Linked DNA regions of Mus musculus: region 1 is linked to region 2. Evidence: chromatin contacts called from public promoter capture Hi-C data. All regions are on one chromosome and are shown on one strand. Each heading gives the region's core, a stretch centred on a gene start, on an enhancer-like site or on the middle of the called end of the contact. The rest is flanking DNA. Distances are from core to core; before and after follow the strand shown.

Region 1 (4,489 bases), core at 1,678-4,177, 370 kb after region 2:
TTGGCCAGGAACTGCAGAAGTTTCTCAAAGAAGAGGTTCTGGGGGGCTGGAGAGATGGTTCAGTGATTAAGAGCACTGACGACTCTTCTAGAGGATCAAGGCTCAATTCCCAGCAACCACTCACAACTGTCTGTAACTTCCAGATCTAACATCCCTGCACAGGCATACATGCAGGCAAAATACCAATGCATATACATATAAAAAATAATAAAAGAGGTTCTGCTGAGGTTGGCCTAGAGTAGAGTACCCAGAGCCCCCTCAATACACCGCAGAGACCCGGGCTGCCACTCAAGAAGCTTACACACCTGACAACAGACATCAAAAGGGTCGCATAGTTAGCTGGCAACGTCAACTTTTTTACTTCGTCAGCCTCCTCCAACTGCAGTTTAAAAGGGCGTCAGACCAGGTTTCCCGGGTCTATCACAATCACAATGGCCTCCCACCTGTGAACACAACCATAGTGAAAAGGAAACTTAAGGGTTCTTTGGAAAGGCGGTTGGATGGGGTTTTACTGGGGCAATCACGTTGAAGGAATGTTTCATTAAAGTGGACACAGGGGGCTGGAGAGAAGGCTCAGCGGTTAAGAGCACTGACTGCTCTTCCAAAGGTCCTGAGTTCAAATCCCAACAACCACATGGTGGCTCCCAACCATCTGTAATGAGATCTGACGCCCTCTTCTGGAGTGTCTGAAGACAGCTACAGTGTACTTACATATAATAAATAAATAAATATTTAAAATAAAATAAAGTGGACACAGGTGTGCAAAGCTAAGGCGGACTCTTGAAGCAGACACAGGAGAGAGGATGCCCTGCTAAAGCAAGCGCATGAAAGGACACGTGATGAAGGATTCTTTGCTAATTACAGGCATGCTTTCCTTCAGCACGTGGAGGACACATGATATTTGGAGGGAGTAAAAATAGGACTCCACCGAGTGTTGGAGAGAGAGCTTGGCTTGCTGATACATCTAGCTGTACACCGCTCATGTGTCTTGAGTCTTCACTGATCTTTGCTTCCCTGAGAGAGACAGAGCCAAGAACTTCTAGTGTTTCTGTTAGTCCTTCCTGGCCTGGCTGGCTGCTAGGGCATGTCACCGCTGTTGCTAACCTGACTCTACTGAACTGGTGTATCTGTGAAGTGTTTGCAAGTAGACCTAGCTGCGACTGCCTGCTGACCTGTGAACTGAACTGCCGATTTCCAGACAACACAGACAGGAGTTGCTCCAAAGAACCTTTCTAAACAGAGCCACGTCCCCTGTGTCCTTTCTTTCCCACTATGTCTGGTGGGTGGTGGGCTACAAGGGAAGTTAACGCATTTAAGAACCATCATTGGGCTGGTGAGATGGCTCAGTGGGTAAGAGCACCCGACTGCTCTTCCGAAGGTCAGGAGTTCAAATCCCAGCAACCACATGGTGGCTCACAACCATCCGATCACGAGATCTGACTCCCTCTTCTGGAGTGTCTGAAGACAGCTACAGTGTACTTATATATAATAAATAAATAAATAACTCTTTAAAAAAAAAAAAAAAAGAATTAAAAAAAAAAAAAAAAAAGAACCATCATTAAAAGTAAGGGTGAAAAAATTAAAGTTACACCACAGTTATATCCTGAGATGTTCAAATTCACCCTCGGTCCTCCCAACAGTCCTCACTATGTTTCCCTGTGCTTATTCAGCTGGAAGATGTGGGAAGTAAGGCTGAGTACAGCAGAGGACTCCTGACAGAGGCAGGGTTCCAGAACCGTCAGTGGCCACACGAAGAAGCTGTTAGGAGACTCCCAGCACAGCATTGGCTCTCTTTCAGACCCCAGATTAGGCACAAACTACACACAAACACCTGTTCTCACAGAGAGATTCTTTACTAAGCAGGGAAGAAAAGTTAAAGTGGTTGTTTTCTGACTCAGGCACAAAAACAGCAGCAAATGACCTTTCACATGTAATTTTTGTTTGTTTGTTTGTTTGTTTGTTTTTTGAGAAAGGGTTTCTCTGTGTAGCCCTGGCTGTCCTGGAACTCACTCTGTAGACCAGGCTGGCCTCGAACTCAGAAATCTGCCTGCCTCTGCCTCCCGAGTGCTGGGATTAAAGGCGAGCGCCACCACACCCGGCTTCACATGCAATTTTTAAGAAGAGAAAAAGGGGAGGCCTGTGTTAGAATGGATTAGGATGCAGTGGTATATTTTAATTGGGCATGTTAATTAGTTGAACCAAAGGGGTTTTTTGATTGCTGGACTTCAATACTTTGATAGCGGAACCTTGGCAGTCAGCCTCCGGAGGAGGAAATGGCCAAATAAGAGAAAAGACCTTGGTGGGCAGGTAACCCTGAGTTTAGGGGTGTAATCTAGCCAGTCAGAGAGAATGGAAGAGAAGGGCAAGGCCTGTCAGAGCCATGCTGGCCATGTTCAAGAAAATGAGGCTCACCTGTATCTGGGACTCCTTTCTTGTTGTCTAAAATTGTGTGAGGAAGTGAACAAAAGTGGCTCCAGGGAGAGCCAAGCTGGAACTGCCAAGGCTAGACCTGGGCAGGCCACACCGCCCATGGCTTCATGTACTTGCTAGGAATACCTACTTTATGATGATCTTCTTAACGAGGCATGGTGTGTGCTCTGGACTCCTCTCGCTGGCTCTCCTAGTTTCCCAGGCTTAGAGGAACTTCCTGGGGCAGAAGGGGGAAGGGGGTAGTTTTATACAATAAGGGGTGCCCACAGGTGGCAGCAGTGGCACATGTGAATGGGCATCCTTTTCCTCTGTAGCCTAGCCAGGGCGAGTTTGCTGGAGTTGGGAGAGGCATGTAGGGGTTAGGAGATGTCCAGAAAGGGGATAGCTCTGCTCTACACTTCACAGAAGGCCTTTACAAACACCTCAGATGTCTGCCGGAAACTGGAGGTGGAGCTGGCCTGAAGCCCAGTCTGAGGGGTGGGGACAGAGGCAGAGGCAGAGACAAGGCAAGTTGGAGCGGGAACTCCTGAAATCAGCCGACAGAAGACTCAGGAGAAGCACTATGGGGGCATGGGCCATGCTGTATGGAGTCTCGATGCTCTGTGTGCTGGACCTAGGTCAGCCGAGTGTAGTTGAGGAGCCTGGCTGTGGCCCTGGCAAGGTTCAGAACGGAAGTGGCAACAACACTCGCTGCTGCAGCCTGTATGCTCCAGGTAAGGCAAGGAGGAGAGTGGGACTCAGGCTGTAGAGCAGCGCCCTTCCCGACACTCATATGAGGAGGCTGGGCACAGGGCACATGTGAGTTGGTAGGTAAATCTTTGAGTCTGGAGCTCTGATAAGGAGGTAGAGGGACAACTTCCTCTCAGAATGTGGGAGCAGAGGCAAAAGAGGCTGGGAACTTCTCCCTGAAGAAGGATTGGGGATCCAAGATGAAAGAGGACCATCTGTTAGGTGGACCAAACCTTAGCCATCACTGAAGATACTCTTTGTCTGGGTTGGAGTCTCAACATTTCCTCTGGTTTGTCCACTGACTGTGACTTACAATTGTAGGTGTAGGACAGTCTGTGGACCAAAGAAGAATATCTCAGCACCTCACCTTGCCACACTTCTGGTATAGAAAGGGGCAGCTCTGAAGCCCCATGTCTCTGAGATAGAGATGTGGATATCAGTGAAGGCAGCTGATGAGGTTGTTCTAGTCCCTTGAGGGGCAATATGGGGTGAGAATGGGGCAGCATGGGCCCAGGGCCCATAGGAAGCCCCAGGTGACTCCCACATCCAATGGAACTTACGAAACCACAACTTTAGAGCAGTGGGAGGTATATATGCTAGCTGTCAGCCAACTGAAATGAAACAGTGAACTAGACAAAGCTTAGGGTCTTGCAATTGGGGTTGATTGAGAATGGAGCCATAGCACCCTAAATACTTGAAGGATCAGTAGAAGCTCTGGAGAAGGGGCTCTGTCTAATGGCTGAGGCTCTTATTCTTGTCCAGGCAAGGAGGACTGTCCAAAAGAAAGGTGCATATGTGTCACACCTGAGTACCACTGTGGAGACCCTCAGTGCAAGATCTGCAAGCACTACCCCTGCCAACCAGGCCAGAGGGTGGAGTCTCAAGGTATGTTCCTAGGGGACTGATAAAAGCCACAGACAATCATGAGTTGGACCTAGGGCCAAGCTGATATACCCAGTGAGCATGTGTAGACATGTAAGAATGTTTGCAGATAGAGCTCTCACGGGTGCATCTTCTAGGTAGGCAAAGACCTACATCCTAGATTCTAGAAGGGATAGGTGGGTCAAGTGGTCTCTGGGTACCCGAGCCCTTCTTCTTAGGCAGGAATGGTCCATCGTGAGGGTGGGGATGTCTTCTCAGGGATGTTGGTGAGAGGCTGTGGGGAGCTGCCCAGGTGCTGGTCTGCTCTCAGACTATTATTATTCTGACTATGGTCAGATCTTACCACCAATCCTGTCCGTCTTCATAGGGACCAATGTATCATGCCAGTTCTAGAATAGGCACACATGGTAAGCAATAGCTTATTCAGGCCCTAGACCTGTGGACATTA
Region 2 (4,604 bases), core at 1,201-3,700:
GCCCCAGGATATGCACACCAAGGGTATCCCAGGGAGCCCCAAGCCCCAAGCCTGCCCAGTGCTGGCTACTCACTATACTTTCCCTTTCTTGTGTAGGATCTTCTGTCCACAGTGGAAGGTCATGTTCCTACCCTCTCTCACCAACCTTGTTTTCGTTCTGGTGGGTGATGTGGTGGTGGCCACCGTGGGAAATGGGAATTCTACTCAAGAGAATGGTGAAATGAGAAGTCAGTGCTAGCCCCCATCGAACCAGGCCCAAGATGCAGCTCAGAGACCCACACCAACCCCATCTGAGCCTTAGTCACCATAACAGAAATCACAGCTTCTGGGGCAGAGCCTCTTCATGAGCCTCTGGCGGACATCACAAAATCCCTTTCGTGCCCAGGATGCACACACAAAAATCCGGTCCAGGCAGCCTAACAGGAAGGCAACCTGGCTTAGGGCTTGCCCAGAGCCCCACCGCTCATCCACCTACCCACCTGCCCCCCTGCACCCACCATAGAGTCGGTGTAACCCCCACAGTTCATCCTGGGACAGTGCCTTCCAGCCTCGCAATGTGGCATTGAGGTGCATGAGCGCCTGATCTTGCTGTGAGTGCATCAGGCCCAGTGCATGGCCAATCTCATGGGCTGCCACGTGCACCAGGTTTGTGAGCCAAACACCTGTGGGCCAATGGCTTAGTAGGGAGCCCTCAGCCCCTCCACTCCCAGTCTTGCTCCAGGAGGCCCAGCACTGATGCTGGGCCTCAGCCGCAAGCCACCCTTAACCCACAGCCAAGGAAGATAAGTATGTTTCCCCAGCCTAGGCTGTGAGCTTGGCCTTCAGGAATGCAACTCCAACTCCCTCTTCTGTGGCATGTGGGGGAGGAGGAGTGGAGGCGGGGACAACGACTCAGGCCTGTGAGACCCAGTGTTCCTCTTCCTTGATTGCTTGACCCTAATACTCAGCCCCAGGAAAGCCCCAGGAAACCCTTCCTGCCTCAAACCCTTTTGTAGTCCACACAGAGGAGAGAATGACACCCCCAGAAGGACAGACTAAGGAGTTGGGTCACCTTTCTTCCAACTGTAGCGTGTGGGGCCCAAGACCCAGTACTCGCTGTCATCAAAGTGAATGCCACCGTGGGGTGGGAAGAAAGCGTGGGCCAGTTCACCTGTGGGACCATCAAAGCAGTGGTGCACTGCAGAGACCAAGCAGTCGGTGTGGTTGACTGGGTAGAAACCTAAGAAAACACAAGGCTGCAATAATACCTGCGAGGCTGGGCGCGGTCGGGAGCTCTTCAGTTACCCACCTATCTTGAGGTCACTGGGACGTTCAGGGGCCACCTCACGGAAACTGAATGGGGAAACATCACTCCACATTCGAAAGGCAGCAGCCAGGCCCCTTCGCGTCTCTTCCGGGCTTAAAAGATTCCGGGGGAAGGAAAGAACTCTGTGGTGGAGGGCGGCGGTGATGTTAGAGTCAGTGTTGGTGTCTGAGTTATGACCTGACCACCCTCCTCGCTGGTCCAGGTGGCACCTGTATGTGAGGTTGAAGTGGTCCCAGCGCAGCCTGGCCGGTGTCAGCGTGTAGCGGCGTCTTCGGGTTACCGACATGGTCAACAGTCTGGGTACCTGGGCAGTGGAGCTGCCCACATTTGGCGCATCTACATTTCCCTTCATAGGGAGAAGTGAATGTGAGGAGGCCAGAGGAAAGTCTCTAGTGCCCGAGAGTTGTTATCAGAAGCAGACTTTAGGCAACGGGATAGAGGAAGCTGTGGATGAGCCCTCTATTAGGTTTTGGGCTTTAGGAGTTGAGCCAGCCATGGTGGCGCATGCCTTTAATCTCTGAGCGCAGAGGCAGATGGTCTACAGAAGTCAGCCCGGGCTACACAATGAAATCTTGGCTCGGGAAAACAAAACAAAACCTATTGGGAATGGGCAGAGTTGGGGATGGATGCGGTCTCCCACCTCCAGCGGCCGCTGGACACAATGACCCAAGATTCTCGGAACCAGGCACTCACATGCCATCCCACAAAGCCCCTCACACGCGGGCCCCACTGATACACCCTCAGATGCTGACCCGCTCCTCGCACTTACTAGCCTTTCGTCCTCTCACCTGAGCTGCCCTCCAGGCGGTCTCGGTCGGCGCCCCTAGCCACTCCAGCAACGCCAACGCGGAGAGAAGGCACAACCCGCTCAGGGCAGCCCCCAACCAGCGGCCCTGTACCGCGCCGGACGCCTCCGGACGGAGACAGGCCCGGCAGCCCATGGCAGACTCCAGTCGGGTTAGGGCCACAAGGGGCCGCGCGACGTAGGGACCTGGATCGCAGAGCTGGGGCGGAGTGGGAAGGGGATGGGCGGCGGACGGCTCGAGTTACAGCCCTATGGTGAAGAGAGGACCCGGCTGCGCTGGCTCAAATAAGGAACCGACTCGTTAAGTCTGGAACCGTCCGCATCCCCCGGTGCGATTCCAGGAACCAGGCCGAAGGGTCGGCGGCAGAGGCCAGAACACACCCTACAGTGTCGGGGGGTCTGTCAGAACGCGAGGCGCCGGGGCTCAGATTTGGGGTAGGGGCATCAATTGCTCCCCGCACCCACTGGTCGGAGTTGAATGACATTTGGCTTCCCCCCTCAACCCTCTGGTACCACAATGAAATTTGGGAGGGAAGCCTCGGTCCTGGACCGCAGTGACTGAGTGTAAGGAGCATACCCGCCAGAGGGGAGCGCAGAGCGAGGGGACGTGGCAATGAGAGCAGGGTGGCTGAGCGAGCAGAGAGGAAAGATGCCTCAGGAAAGACAAGGAGACCAGCGGGAGTCCTTAGGGCAACTGCTTTAACCAGAGGGTGCTCTCGTTGGTCCAGTGCAGGAAGTTTGGGGAAGGTGCCAGCACCTGGAATCCCTGCCTCAGAGGAGAGGGGATTAAGGCAACTGAGTCAGGAACTGAGTGTGGTGGTCTGGCGCGGTAGGGTTAGGAGGCAGGAGCTATGGTCCAAGGCCTGAAAGCTAGACCCGGCAGCTGATGGCTGTGCTGGGTGGGTACCGAATGAACGCGGCATGGCAACCGAAATTATGCCAGGCACAGCTGCGATCCCGGGACGGGACGGAGCTGACTGTGGGTGGGTGAGAGCAGGCGCAGGAGCCGGGGTTTTCTCCCTCCCAGTCTTCCACTCCGACCTTGGACCCTAGGTGACAGCAACAATGTACTTGGCCAGCAGAGTCAGAGCCAAGCAGCTGGAGTGCCCTGTGGCCCGTAATAGCTGCGCTGGAAGTTCTTGAAAAGGGTCAGCCATCTGCCCCCTCCCTTCCTTACTAAGTGTTTGTTCCAACAAGTGGACGGACCCTCTCTTGCTTCTTCACTCAGCCCCAACGTAACTGTCAAGAGCTTGGCGGCTTCCAACCCAACTCCCTCCTAGCCAGGACCCTCTCTAAGTCGTGTTGCTTTGACCAAAACCTTCACAGTTCAAGTCCTGCCCCAGAGGGGCGGAGGGAGTAATAGGCAAGGGGAAGAGCAAAGGGGGGTGGCCCTCTTATAGGGGCGATAGAAAAGCCACGTGAGCCTTTTGGAGTTTCCGGACGGACCATCTTGTGTCAAACCAAAGCCAGCGCGCACTTTTGGCGGGCTGCATCCTCATCCAGAGCGTTCCTGATCTCCAGGCAGTCTGGAGCCTGATGCCGGGCGGGGCGTGGGGTGGGGCCTGGGCAGCGGGGGAGGGGCGGTGAGGATCTCTGGGGCCTGCCCAACACCCTTAGGCAAGGAACAGGAAGCAAAGTCCGATAATCTTTTTATAAAATACAGGGGTTTTGAAGGAAGGTCTGCGATCAGCCACGGCGTGTGGAGTGCGCTCACACGAAGATCTGAATGCGGTCGCGGATGGGCTGGCGGCAGATGGGGCAGGCGTTAAGCGCGGCGCCACAGGGCGCGCACGCTCCATGGCCGCACTGGAACACCAGGCGGATGTGGCTGTCGATGCAGATGGGGCAGGTGATGCGCTCCTCCATCTGCCTGTAGCGGCTCTGTAGCTCCTCCACCAGTTGCCGAGGCGGGCCGGGCACCTGGATGGCATTTACCACCTCTGAGCCGTCTGTGGGATGAGGTGAGTGGGAATCAGCAACAGAAGGCGTGGAGATTAGGTGCAGGCCGGTGAGCACGCCACAGGACGAGGAGGGGCGGGGCCGAGCCCCACCCTACCCACCTGGGCGGAGCTTCTTGCTGATGACCACCTGGCACCTGATACACTTCTTCATCCTTCGAGCGCACTCTGCCGGGGGCGGTGCACTGTTAGTAGGGCTGGACTAGGCAGCTGGGCCACCCTGGTCCTCCACACACACCCCGAACTCACCCTCACACACTGTGCGGTGCTGACACGGTGAGAACAGAATTAGCAATGCCAGCTCCGAGCACACCAGGCACTCGGCAGCTTCTGGCCCTGCCGTGCCAGACACGTGCAGGTTCGTCACGGTGTTAGGAGTACTCAGCACATGCCGGGGGCCCGGGGGCACACCCCCACCGCCACCTGCCTGTCGCTCCCTGCAGTTGGAGGAGGGGGCTTGAAAGGTGGCCCAATGGCCTTAATGGTTGTCCCCCTACAAGCCCTCCATCATGGGCTCACCTGAAGCGCTGGGCAC

The links. Promoter capture Hi-C pulls out the DNA fragments that hold promoters and counts their contacts.
Region 1: a contact with region 2 is called in a promoter capture Hi-C map of liver, with 2.3 times the contacts expected there. The contact joins the promoter of Tnfrsf18 here to the promoter of Mmp23 in region 2. A contact is called at or near these places in 2 of 39 promoter capture datasets (both in liver) and 1 of 484 Hi-C or Micro-C datasets (embryonic stem cells).

The regions. Positions count from the first base shown.
Region 1 is chr4:156,023,395-156,027,883 of GRCm38.p6, forward strand. It overlaps Tnfrsf18 (tumor necrosis factor receptor superfamily, member 18), which reads left to right and starts at 2,928. Exons shown (of 5, transcript NM_009400.3): 1 at 2,928-3,143; 2 at 3,922-4,044. The coding sequence starts at 2,993. It overlaps Gm16008 (predicted gene 16008), which reads right to left. Exons shown (of 5, transcript NR_169176.1): 3 at 306-443; 4 at 1-46.
Region 2 is chr4:155,650,934-155,655,537 of GRCm38.p6, forward strand. It overlaps Mmp23 (matrix metallopeptidase 23), which reads right to left and starts at 2,451. Exons shown (of 8, transcript NM_011985.3): 1 at 2,095-2,451; 2 at 1,516-1,652; 3 at 1,289-1,428; 4 at 1,052-1,219; 5 at 498-662; 6 at 306-416; 7 at 74-200. The coding sequence starts at 2,247. It overlaps Mib2 (mindbomb E3 ubiquitin protein ligase 2), which reads right to left. Exons shown (of 20, transcript NM_001369164.1): 17 at 4,589-4,604; 18 at 4,319-4,506; 19 at 4,172-4,237; 20 at 3,535-4,060. The coding sequence ends at 3,822.